Regions from separate parts of the Mus musculus genome. Here region 2 is linked to region 1. Evidence: chromatin contacts called from public Hi-C data. All regions are on one chromosome and are shown on one strand. The core of a region is the stretch at or near the end of the contact, and the rest is flanking DNA. Distances in the headings are between cores, read along the strand shown.

Region 1 (6,007 bases), core at 3,440-5,939:
CCCAACTCACACTCACACTTGGTGGAGCAGCTTACAAAACCCAGAGCCCAGTCCTACTGCCTCTCCCAGTCTGGGGTTTTGCCCAGGCCCAAGTCACCTTCCCAGGCAGGATCCAATTACAAACCAGCTGCAGCAGGGGATTGAGCTCAGCGTGTGTCTTCTTCAACTGCTTATTTCCTTTGTCTTGTGAGTCTTGAAAAATGAAAGGAATGATAAGGATTTGGGGGTGGGGGGAGTTGTGCTGGAAAATTCTGCAGATACTGGTTATCTCACCAGGAGGGAGGCATGGATGCCTGAGCAGGATTAGAGATTCTAGCCCTGGGACAGAGAGATGCTCTTGCTCCTGGATCAGCTAACCTTTTAGGGATCAGGCCACTAAAGCATCCTAGACTTCAGTTTCCACAGCTAGCAACAAACAATGCTAACTGCCTTTTTTGTTGTTGTTTGTTTTTTGTTTTATTTTGAGACAGGGCCTCTCTGAATAACCCTGGCTGTTCTGGAACTCACTATGTAGGTCAGGCTGGCCTTGAATTTACAGAGCTCTGCCTGCTTCTGCCTCCTGAGTGCTGGGATTAAAAGCATGCTCTGCCACATCCAGCAGATGGTGGGCTTTTGAAACCTCAAAGGCCACTCTTGGTGCCACACTTCCTCTAGCAAGGCCATACCTCCTAATCCTTCCCAAACAGTTCCACTAACTGGGGACCAAGTGTTCAAATATATGAGCCTGTGGGAGTCCATTCCTATTTAAGTCACCACACTTCCACAACTCTGAGTTGTTGCAAAGAAGAAACAAATGGCCTGAAGACCAAATATTCCCACCAGGGTGACTCAGCTCTGTAGGAAACATTTCATAGAGTCCCAGGGTTATTTTTGATTGTCATAACTGTGAAAGATGAAGACAGTGGTACTGTCAGGTCTCCAGTAGAGCTCAGGACAGCCCTGCCAGTGGCCCTGTCCACGACGTCAGGAATACTGGGATGAAGTCTTGAACATTTTGCAATACACTGTGGTTTTTCAGGCTCAGGGGCTCCACTTGCACATAGAAGGGGCTTCCCTATTTGCAGCCATTGCTGAAGAGTCTACTTATGCAGACAGCCAGGTTGTGCCAGATGCTCTGCCCTCATGGGATGTCTGGTCTTAAGGGTGCAAGTGCAAAGCAGATATTGTCCTCAAATATCCATCAACTTTGGTGATGGATGGATAAATTATGATCTGGTCCTATAATGGAAGATTACTTTGTAAGGGTTCATTGTTCGCCAAAGAATGATACTCCAGACTCAAATAGTATGCGAAAGCAAGGAGTGTTTTATCTGGCAGAAGAGCAGCATGAGGAGATCCTTAACTCCAAAATGGAGAGGCAACCGAATGAGCTCACAGGCTAGACCTAAAGCATGCTAGGGGATTCTGGGAAAGGTGACCTCTATCTTACTCCATTGCTAAGGGCATTCCATTCTGTAAGGAGCGTGAGGGCTGGAAACTGTCATTGAGGAAGTCCGGGTTGGGTGGCCTTTATCTTACTCCATCTCTAGGTACATTCCATTACTGGCGCATGGGGGTTGGAACCTGTTACTGGGAAGGTCTGGAAACTTGTTGACCCACTGTCCTTGTTTCAGGCTAGGTGGCTGGGCACTTTCTAGTTTCTGTCTAGTTGTCTGAAGCCTGGGTTTTTTTGTTTTTTGTTTTTTAACTGACTTGCCTGGCCTTGCCCAGTTCTTAAGCCTAGTCTCTTAGGCTGACAATTTGAAATCTGTCATGGAGTCAGCCTGTCTCAATTTGACTATCATAAGGAAGTGGAATTGTTTGACACCTTCCTTTTCTATTTGTGTCTGTCTGTCTGTCTGTCTATATTCATTTCTCTTTCTTGCCTTTTTACTTGGCTGACAACTCAAGCCCTATATTGAATAGAAGTGGAAAGAGAGAACACCTTGTCTTGCTCAGCTTCTGGGACTGCTCTCGATTCTTCCCCATTTAGTATATTGTTACCTAGAGGTTTGTTACATGCACACGTCACACTGAATGATTCTCGGGTTATCCCTTGTCTCTCTTGACTTTGATTGTGAAGGGATGTTGAATTTTATCACACCTTTTCAGCATCTATTGAAAAGATCATGCGATTTTCATCTTGATTCTGACTACATACTGGTTTGTCTGTCTGTCTGTCTGTCTGTCTTTCTTTCTTTCTTTTTTTAATGTTGTATTTTTAATTTATGTAAATTCGTGTATGTGTGTATGTGGATTTGTGCATGTGAGTCAAGGTGTCCACGGAAACCAGTTTTGAAAAATATGTTACACACCATTGGATCCCACTGCTTCATGAATTTGACTCTGATCTCAATAATGCTCCATGATGTGCACGGACCAGACAGCCTCCTGGGTCAGGACAAGCTACCGAGTGCCAGCGTGATGTGATGGCTATTCTTGGATGTCAACTTGACTTCATCTGGTATTAACTAAAACCCAACTGGTTGGGTATACCTGTAAAGGTTTTTTTTTCTTAATTAATTTGAAGTGGGAATAATTTAATCCAGATCTTTTGAGGAGGGAATATCCATCTTTAATCTGTGCCATACCTTCTGGTGACAGACTATATAAAGGACATTTAAAAAAAAAAAGCTCTCTTTCTCTTTGCCTGCTTGCCCTCATCCTTGCTAGCAAATCCATTCCTTTATTGGCATTAGAACCTGCTTTTTCAAGATTTTGTTGTATACTGAAAACCAGCTGAAGTGTTCAGACTCATGGAATGGACAGTTACTGGATCTTGGACCTTCCATTGGTAGACTAGCTGGACCTTAGCCTGTAAGTCATTCTAATAAATCCTGTATATGTACATATATATGGTGTATATGTAAATATACGTGTACACACACACATATAGTTCATATATATATACATATATATATGTATATATATATATATATATATATTCATTCTCTTTTCTTTCAGTTCTGTTTCTCTGGAGAACCCAATATAGCATTTGCTGCCAGTTATGGTGCCTCTGTGATGGCCCTGCTACTCAAGATTTCTCTCCATCCTGGGCATCTCCCATTTGGAGAGCAGTATCCCAGCAGGACAATAGCTCTTAGTCCCAGCTGTGTCTTCTAAGGGATCATCCCTGTCTTTTTTCTTCCCAAGACATAGGGAGCTGTGTCAAAGAGCTTCTCAAAGGCAAGGATGGTGGGATAGCGCTCACTAGGAATTATGAATTCCTTCTTTTAAGAGTGAATATTAATTGCTATCAAGGCAGAAGAATCTAAAATGGCCTGGGAGGAAGGTCCCTGAGCATACCTGTGGGAAATGGTTCAATATGGGAAGAGAATCTTAATTGTGGCCAGGACAACTCCCTAGATAGGAGATCCTGGCCTGTATGAAATCGACGGTGAGCTGAGTCCTACTACGCATGCGTCCATCGCTCCGATTGTAGACATAACATGATTAGCTGTTTCAGGCTCCCGCTTCCCTACCTTGATGGACTTTCCCTTGAACTGGGAGCCAAAGTAAACTCTTTCTTCCTTAAGTTGCCTTTGCCAGTGTTTTATTACAGCAATGAGAAAGGGAGGTGTAAGTCAGCTTCCCCTTCCCCCAGATCCCAGGGCCTCCCACTTCCTATGGAGCTTTCTGGCTTCAGGGTGGGCTCAAGAGCTGGGGAGTGGGAGCTTTGAACAGATAAGCACAGTGGCTCCGGGGATGTGAAGAGCTATCTTAATCCCACTCTGAACAGCCCTCCCATGTAGACACATGTGGACCCAGGTATGTTTTAAACTATTGTACACCAATCTATCTATTGTGTGTTCTGGGGAGGGGGAGGGTACATATGGAGGACAGAGAATCATCCAAGGGTAAGGGCGGACCTCAGGGATATAACTCAGGTTGTCTAGGCAGACAGTAAGTGCCCTTGTCTGCTGTGTCATCTCTCTGGCCCCTAATCAATGTTTTTTGTTTGTTTGTGGTTTGATACAGGGTCTCAAATCAACTCCTGGACTGGCTTCCAGCTCCTTATATAGCTGAAGAAAGCCTTGAACTTTTGATTCTCCTGCCCCCATCTCTCAAGTGCTAGAAATAAAAGCATATACCACGCTTGGTTTTTGTGGTATTGGGGAATCAAACCCAGAGCTAGGCAAGCACTCCACAAACTGAGCTGCACTCCAAGCCCTAAGGAATGTTTGGGAACTTAGGAGACTTGTCCGGGAGCAGTTCCAGCCCTTCCTTCTGCGTCAGCGGATATTTGTCGCCTTTGGCTTTGCCTGAAGCCAGGAGTGTGCGTAGAGAAGTCCTCTCGGCTTAGTTCAGTCCCATACCACTGAGCGTCAGAAAGACGTTCCTGGGGGAGGGGCTGTACTTGGGCGACAGCCTCCTCTCTCCTTTCCCAGCCAGTAGAGCTGTTCTTTGAGAACCTCAGCTCCTGTTCCTTGTGGCCTGGGTTCTTTTTGTTTGTTTGTCTTCCATCAGATAGAAACACCATAAAGGTGAAAACTGCCTTCTATGGGATGGAGTTCTCAGCTAGGAGGGTCCTAATAGTGACCTCTGGAGTCAACCTTGGATCTTTCTGTTTCGTTTTTTTTAAGACATCAGCTTATTCCTGGGAGAGTTGGTTTCTCAAAGAATTTGGTCTCTGGGAACTACTGGTGACCACAGGACTGAATTCCTGACCACTGGTCCAGCCAGACAGCCTGCTCCCCTGGACCTGAGCCAGACAGGGCTGAGGTCTGATGCCTCCCTGGGCTTGGCACCCACTCCCAATCTGCTTCTCTTTGGGGCTTGGGAGGAACCTCCAGCCTGGCAACTGGGTCATTTCCCAGGACCCAAGGCTTCTTTACAGGGTTGGCACAGCCTGTTTTGCCCCTCAGGGGGTTGGCGCTTGTCACTCTCCTTCACTTGGACAAGCAAAGGGACAGAATTAGCTCTCCACTCTCACTCTTGAAGCTCTCCAGGCAGTCAAACCATTCCAGGGAGGGACCAGAGAGGCCTCCTGGGAATCTGCCCAAGGCCTTTTCTCTGGTTTCTATTGGAAGCAATCCAAAAAAAAGGAAGAGGAAAAAAAAAAAGCCAAAAGTGGGGTGTTGGTGTATTGCGGTGTGTTGTGGGGGAAACAAGGCCCCACCCTACCACCAAGAGAAACCATTGCATACTGGGAAACCAAGGTATCCAGTCCCTGTAGCTGAGGCAGTGATCATACATGCTTGCCCTGGTAAAGACTCTCTGAGTCTTGCTTATTCTAGCATCCCAGCATAGTCCCTTGAGGTTGTCACTACATTTCCAGTTTATAGGCTAAATGCAACTTCATGGACACCCCAATAATCAAAACATCTCTATAACGTCAGCCTACAGACCATGATACAAAAATACCTCAGTTGCTCAGAGGTGATCAGGAAAACTGGGGCTTAGCAGACAGGAACCCTCACACACACACACACACACACACACACACACACACACACACACACACACACACACACACACACACTCATTTCTCCCTGTCCACGAAGATGGACTCATCCCTGCCTCTCTCCTAGAAGAGCCAGGCAGAGGCACCTGCTGTAGGAGATTTCCAGACACCATAAGGGAGCTGAGGCAGTACTAACATCCCCCATACACGCTGGACACACCTATTCTCAAGGACCAAAATGCAGGTGACAGATGGCTGGGATGTGACTCCTTGTTGCTTGCTATTGTCTGATGTCACAGAAAACCAGGGGTCAGAGCTGTGTGGACAAGCCCACATCCTGCTTTGAACCCATCTTCTCATCTGCGAAATAAGTTCCCAAACTCTCCCTTTGGAAGAGTGTTTGGGAAGTGAGCCAGGTCTCTGCCTATGTAGGGATTGCTCAGTATCAGCATGGGTTCCGGGGCTACTACATCCTTGTGTTGGCTTCATTTCTAACTTTTCCTCATGAAGTCTTCTTCAAGGGCTTGGCAGCCCACATGATCCTCCCAGGATCTTTGTCAGGCAATGATCACGTGACCAGATTTGCCCAATGAAATGGGAGTGGAAGTGACATGCACTATTTCC
Region 2 (6,276 bases), core at 2,954-5,453, 120 kb before region 1:
AGTAGCTGTGAGCGTTCTCTCTGGTTTTTCTTCGAAGCCACCGGAAGCCAAAGGGAAGCTTATTGCTTATGGACACCTCCCCTCCCCCCTGCACGGAGTGCATTGCTATTCTAGCCCATGCCCCTCCTTTGTACTCATGGACTGGCAATTAGAAACTCTGCCTCGATTATCTTGCTTCTGAGACTTGCCCTGCTCAGGAGGATGCTGTGCCAGCACTTTCTCAGGAACTGTTTTTATTCCCCAAAGTGTTGCTTTATGTTGAGAGTGTCTTTTTGGCTCAGCTGTACTGCACTCTAGACTCATATAACCTAGATCATAGGTTCTTGAAATGACAGCAATAGTTCTGGAAAGCCTGTGGTCAGCAAATGAACCTGTGACCTTTGGCTTTCTAAGATATTGTCTGCTGGGTGGCTCAGAGTCACAGTTTAACCGATGAAGCTAACCTACCTTTGTATAACCAATGTAACAGCCTACTTTTATATAATAATGCGTCTGCATATTGTATACATTCCTGAGCCCACAAAGAAACTAAGAAAATTTATGTAGGTTTTTGTTTGTGTAGGTTTTTAGGTGAGGTCATACATGTTTGAATCATGATGCCAACAGCTTTTGTTTTCGTTTCTTACTTATGCCTTTGGATCAGAGGTGGAAAAGTATGATGAAAACATCCATGAGAAAACAGCAGAGCAGGGAGGAACTCCAACTCGATACTACTTTGAGAACCTCAAGATCAGCATCCCCCAGATCAAGCTCAGTGTGTTCACCTCCAACAAGCTGCCACTGGACCTTAAGGTGAGCTCACAGCTGGCACACTCTCTGTGGGAGTGTGCGTTGATGGTTCATTCTGTCTGTCTGGAATTAGTACTCACAGCATTTACTTTGTACCTTTCCTTTTATAGGTGTTCATTAATTTGTGAAATACTCTTTTTGTCTAATGTTTAGGCATAACTTTGCTGAAGATCAAGATATTACCAAAAAGGATAAAACTGGATGATGTAACTCTCATTTATTTTTTGGGTTTTTCTAGATTTACCTCAGGGCAGTAGAAACCTTTTTCCTGGGCTTGTTACTTGTCTTAGGAACTGAGGCTAAGGTAGCCTTTCTTTTGACCCACTGCCCAGATCTCTCTTGCTGTCTTCTAAGCATCTGGGGTAAGTGTCACTTAGGAAGGTCTGCCACCTTAGAGGGAGACTCAGCTATAATCTTGCTGGAACATGGCCTTGTACAGCTTCAGGACATAACCCTCCTACTAACCATCTTGATCCACAGGTGACCAGGACAGCCTTAACAACACCTTCACTTTTAGTAACAAGGCATATTTTAAGGAAGGGAGCAGGCTGACATTCAAATCCAAGTCTGTCATGTCTGGGTTCTGTGCTGCATCCTGGCACATAGGTGAGGCTGTCATTAGACTGTGTGTCCTCAATGGTGCCCTTGCTTGATAGGTGGGGAGACAGAAGTTTATGGTCTTGTTTCTTTAGCCTAGTTAGTAGCAAGGTGTTGCTCAAAGCAAGAGCAGGGTCAGATGGATGTTGAAATGTCTAGCCTTACTCAGACTCTAAGTCTGCCTCAGACTGGCAGCCATTGCTTCTGGTTCTCCCTTGTACTGTGCTTGAAGACAGTTGTCCAACCCTCCCTCTTCCCATTGCCTGCTCACTCTCCCCTCCTTCCTTCTCTCAGAAGATCCAGGATACCCACTCTCTCCACAGAGGAACATCTAGATAGCTGAAATGAGTTGTGAGCCTGCAGTGCTGGGCTCTGATGCCCATGCCAATTCTGCTGCAGGGTCAACCTGCAAGTGCAGGGAACCTTTAGTCCAGCACAGCTCCATGAGGAGGGTCAGCACAGCCCCACTGCAGCCCACTGCCAAATCATCAGGTTTATATGGAATCTCCTGGGTTTTAAATGTTGGCCACCAACTCATATTAAAAAAAACAAAAGAAAAACTGACTAAAACCCAGCCTTGTGGGCTTGACAGAACACATGTGTGGGCCTCATGTGCCACAGCCTGCCAACTCCCAGCTTCTAAAATAGACCTATAGGTGATGAGACAGCTGTCTGCTCAGCGTCATCCTCTAGATAATAGGGGTGATGGCTTCAGTGAATGAAGTCAAGGGAGGGCTAGCTGGGACCAGGGGCAGCATCCTGAGAAAAGAGGTACAGTGCCTTTCTCCTCTCACCACTTTGCTGCTCAATCTGCCCTAATGTTGTATTTCCCAGGAGGCTGGAGATGGTTATAATTAGCTTGGGAGTAAGGGGAAAACCATGGGAAAACTACTGTCTTGCTAATATCCACAAGTATCCACTTGACTTATGTGACCTTTGGAATGGATTTGTTTGATAAAGTCTGTTCCCCCAGAACACTTGGCTCTCACCCAGCAAACCAAAGCTAAGCATTTCCTGCAAGTGTAAGACTTCTTGATTTAAAATCATCTTGTTAAAGATCACAGACCCCAGCATTCCTCTCAGCGCTCCCAGCAGAAGTGCCTGGTCCCTAGTCCTATGGGACTGATGCTGTGTGTCCTTTGCTATCCAATGGTACTCCTGGTATCGATGCCATGTGTCCTCTGCAGTCCCGGGTACCTAAGCCATGTGTCCTTCACAGTCCTGTGATACAGATGCCATGTGTCCTCTGCATCTCTTACTGGTGCAGTGTGTGCTCTGCTGGAGTGATTCCAGTCCTTCATGTTGACGGTCTTCCTGGTATTCTACTGAATTTAGAGCACTCTTAAGCAGATGCCATGACATACCTGTGTTTCAGCAGGATGTTGGGATTGGAACTTCAGAGTGGAGCTCTGGGGTTGTGGAAGTCACCATGTTACTATACCTTGAGTATTCCTCCTGGAGTCTGGGACTCCTTAGACAATATCACTTAGTCAGAGTTTTCTAACAGAGTAACAGGCCTTTATTAGGAGCTCTTAGGAAGAGCAATATACTCTTTCTGATGAATATGGAATCACTAAAAACATGTGCTTAGAAACGGAGCCCTCTCCCTGAACAGCAGTCACGGGAGTCTGTGTAAAAGGTAACCCTGTCTTAGTATTGAAGGAACAATTGCCTCCATTCTCTGGATTCCCAGGCAGGAGCGAGGCTGTCAGAAATGTTGGGGGAGGGGGTTCTGCCTATCCAGATTTACACTGAGGTACATTGTTGCCAGATACAGTGTCTGTCTGGTGACTCAAAGGCATCCACACTGTCCAGGTGACTGGAAGCTGTCTCCATCTGCTATCTTCTTTGGATTCGTGACTGACAGAAGAAGGGAAGCTAATATTCCATTTCATAGACACAAGAGCACAGCTGCCCCTCCCTTCTCCTCATGGTCTCTCTGCATAGAGCTTGCATGTTAGAGATGCCATGGCATATTGAAAAGCCAGGTAGCTTTTAATGGGGATTTCCTTGACTCCTTTAAAGATCAAAAGATACCAGGGGGTCTTTAAAAGGTTTCAGAAGGTGGCCTACAGCAGGCCTTTTCCCATTTAGAGCATTGGGGTATAACAAAAGAAGGACCTTAATTGAGCAATCTAGTTTGGAAGAAAACCCACACTTTAATGGTCAGAGAGCAGGGGGTGGGGGTAAGGGGGAGTTTCAAACAAAGACACTATTTAAAAAGCCTAAAACTGTCTTCTCAAAGGCTTGAAATAATTTGTTGGGAAACTTCAGACCCTTTACTTTTTCCCTTCCTCTCTAAATAAAAACCAGATTTGTTAAAAGGAAAAAAGATCCAGTATTGTTAATTGTGTTTCAGAAAGTGCCAGAGAGGGAAGTAGCCCCATAGTTTTAAACACTGTCCCCAAAGGGAAATAGGCACATGCCCTGCTTCACATAAACAGTCTCTATGTGCCATAAATAAACCTTTAGAGAATGAATTCCAGACAGTTTTGTTTAGTGTGGAATAAACTAAGAAAGGAAAGGACACGGCCCAGGGACTAGCTGTGATCTGAGGCCTCGTGGACAGGTATTTCTTCTTTCAACTTGGCGCCGTCTCTGGAAGGCTTCAGCCGTTTTGTCTGGGAAGTGGGAGTAGATACTTCTCTGTTTTATCAGGAACGTATGAGCACAGGTTGCTTTCTCCAGAATCCCCTCTGCAGCAGGAAGATGCTGCCTGAGTAAATCAGGATCAGAGCTGTGACCTACTATATGCAAGCAGTGGCTCAGTTCATTGGGAGGGCGCAATCCTATATGGCTTTCTTTTCCTCTCATGCCTTCTTCCACAGACCAGATCAGCCTGAAGGTGGCAGAGTAATTCATACCAACAGGCTGGCCCTGCGCCTCTGCAGATAAGGGACCCCAGACAGTAAATGACTAGGTGAAGACAGTTTCACTTCAGGACTGGGTACTTCCTTGGTTCCAGGGTAGATGGTGCCTGTTGGGAGGACTTTGCAGCTTGGTAGAGGTCAAAGGTCCCTGCAGCAATACACCAGTCTCTTTTAATGTTTGGTCGCAATGAGGAATTTGTGTTTTAGTGGGTTTTTGTTGTTGTTGTTTTGTTTTAACTTTCTGGCTTAAGCTTTTGTTTAATCATGCTTTCTAAATCTCTTCTTATTGGAGTTGCATTGGTAAGACCATGTCCTTACACTTTCATAGCATGATTGGCCTTTGACTATGAATAAGGAGTTTAAGCTGGCTGTCAGTTTCTCTGTCAGTGAAATGGGGGAAATTAGGCATGCTCTCTGCCGACTTCATGCCTACTCACTCTTTAGTGGGGAGCACGGCTGAACAAATGCAGAATGACTTTGAGAAGAAATAGTGGAGCCCTCTGGCTTGGGCGCTTTCTACCAAATAGGTAGTTGCTGTTGTGAAAACAGCACATTCAAGTCTAGGATTCGCTCATGGCTAGTCATGTGACTTTAGCTGTGCACTTAACATATCTTTAGTCTGGCTGGCTTTAAATTTAGTCTATCTCTCAGTTCAAAACACTTCCATCAAAGACAAGACTTTTATAAAGATTTTATACAATGGGAAGAGATTAAAAAAAACCAATAACCTGATAGAAATCTGGCCATCATCGGTGTTTAAAACCCCCTAGTGTTGAATTTAGCAATCTTCCTGTCTCAGTTTCTCAAGCACTAGAATTGCAGGGGTGTGCCACCACACTGGTAATTCAATGATGGTCTCAGCTCCTAAAATTCTTCCTTCTGATATCATCAGTGACATTCCAAGTACCAAACCAGTGCTCTCTCCCTGTCTTCGGCTCATCTGGTCTGGTCGGTATTTATTTGATTGTTTGTGCCATGTATCTTCTGTTTGGTATTTATTTAACTGTGTGTCTTCCTGTGTCTCTTCCTCTACTGTTGCTTTGTGTGTGTGTGTGTGTGTGTGTGTGTGTGGTTTTGCTTCTGTGAACTGTCTGATCCTAGCACTTGATCAGGTTTCTATCAGGTTATTGGTCTTTTATATCTTCACTACAAACTCTTTCTAAGTTTTGTCTTTGATGGAAGTAACAGTGTTTTTCAGGGTTTAATTTGCCTTTTTATTTGGCTGTGTGTGTGTCCTGTGTGTGTGTGTCCTGTGTGTGTGTGTCCTGTGTGTGTGTGTCCTGTGTGTGTGTGTCCTGTGTGTGTGTGTCCTGTGTGTGTGTGTCCTGTCTGTGTGTGTCCTGTCTGTGTGTGTCCTGTGTGTGTGTGTCCTGTGTGTGTGTGTCCTGTGTGTGTGTGTCCTGTGTGTGTGTGTCCTGTGTGTGTGTGTCCTGTGTGTGTGTGTCCTGTGTGTGTGTGTCCTGTGTGTGTGTGTCCTGTGTGTGTGTGTCCTGTGTGTGTGTGTCCTGTGTGTGTGTGTCCTGTGTGTGTGTGTCCTGTGTGTGTGTGTCCTGTGTGTGTGTGTCCTGTGTGTGTGTTTTTGGGACAGCCTTGGGTGTTGTTCCTCAAGAGCTGTTAACCTCATATTTTGAGATAAAGTCTCAGTGACCTGGGCCTTGCCAGTTAGGATAGATTGGCTGGCCAACAAGTCCTAGCTATGCCTCTCTATGCCCCCCATGTGCTGGAATCACATGCGCAAACCATTGTGCCTGTGTTTGAGGGGTGATGGGGGTATACCAAACATGATGGGAACCCCATCACCTTTCAAAGCCCTTGCTTCTACTTCTTGTTGATGAGACATTGTAGACATAACTTCTCTTATATTTCTAAAAGAACTCTCACAACAAACTTCCTGTTGTCTCTCACAGGTCAGATGGGTGGGACTAGCTTCAGTATAACCTTCCTAGTGAGCCCATATCTTTAATAGATAATTTCAGCATTTCCACATGGTGAAGGCATCAGAAAATACAGTGTAGAGGCC

The links. Hi-C and Micro-C count contacts between places; a contact is called where the count stands out from the background.
Region 2: a Hi-C map of bone marrow-derived macrophages shows a contact between it and region 1, with 41 read pairs. The contact joins two enhancer-like sites. A contact is called at or near these places in 5 of 484 Hi-C or Micro-C datasets (bone marrow-derived macrophages, colorectal tumor organoids, muscle stem cells and 2 more), 8 of 115 datasets of contacts at active chromatin or transcription factors (bone marrow-derived macrophages, double positive thymocytes, embryonic stem cells and 3 more) and 3 of 9 other capture datasets (adipose tissue, liver and pancreatic islet).

Annotation. Positions count from the first base shown.
Region 1 is chr4:144,928,818-144,934,824 of GRCm38.p6, reverse strand. It overlaps a transcript of Vps13d not described here. Among named protein-coding and RNA genes, the nearest start is that of Gm42344, 25 kb to the left of the region's middle. Within about 2 kb of position 4,689, at least 157 of the 459 cell types and tissues checked have an H3K27ac peak or open chromatin away from gene starts, as enhancers often do. A contact at or near this core is called in adipose tissue, bone marrow-derived macrophages, heart atrium and 1 more, where this site is marked.
Region 2 is chr4:145,048,633-145,054,908 of GRCm38.p6, reverse strand. Vps13d (vacuolar protein sorting 13D) reads left to right here. Exons shown (of 70, transcript NM_001276465.1): 63 at 644-792. Among named protein-coding and RNA genes, the nearest start is that of Gm36317, 88 kb to the right of the region's middle. Within about 2 kb of position 4,203, at least 36 of the 459 cell types and tissues checked have an H3K27ac peak or open chromatin away from gene starts, as enhancers often do. A contact at or near this core is called in adipose tissue, bone marrow-derived macrophages, heart atrium and 1 more, where this site is marked.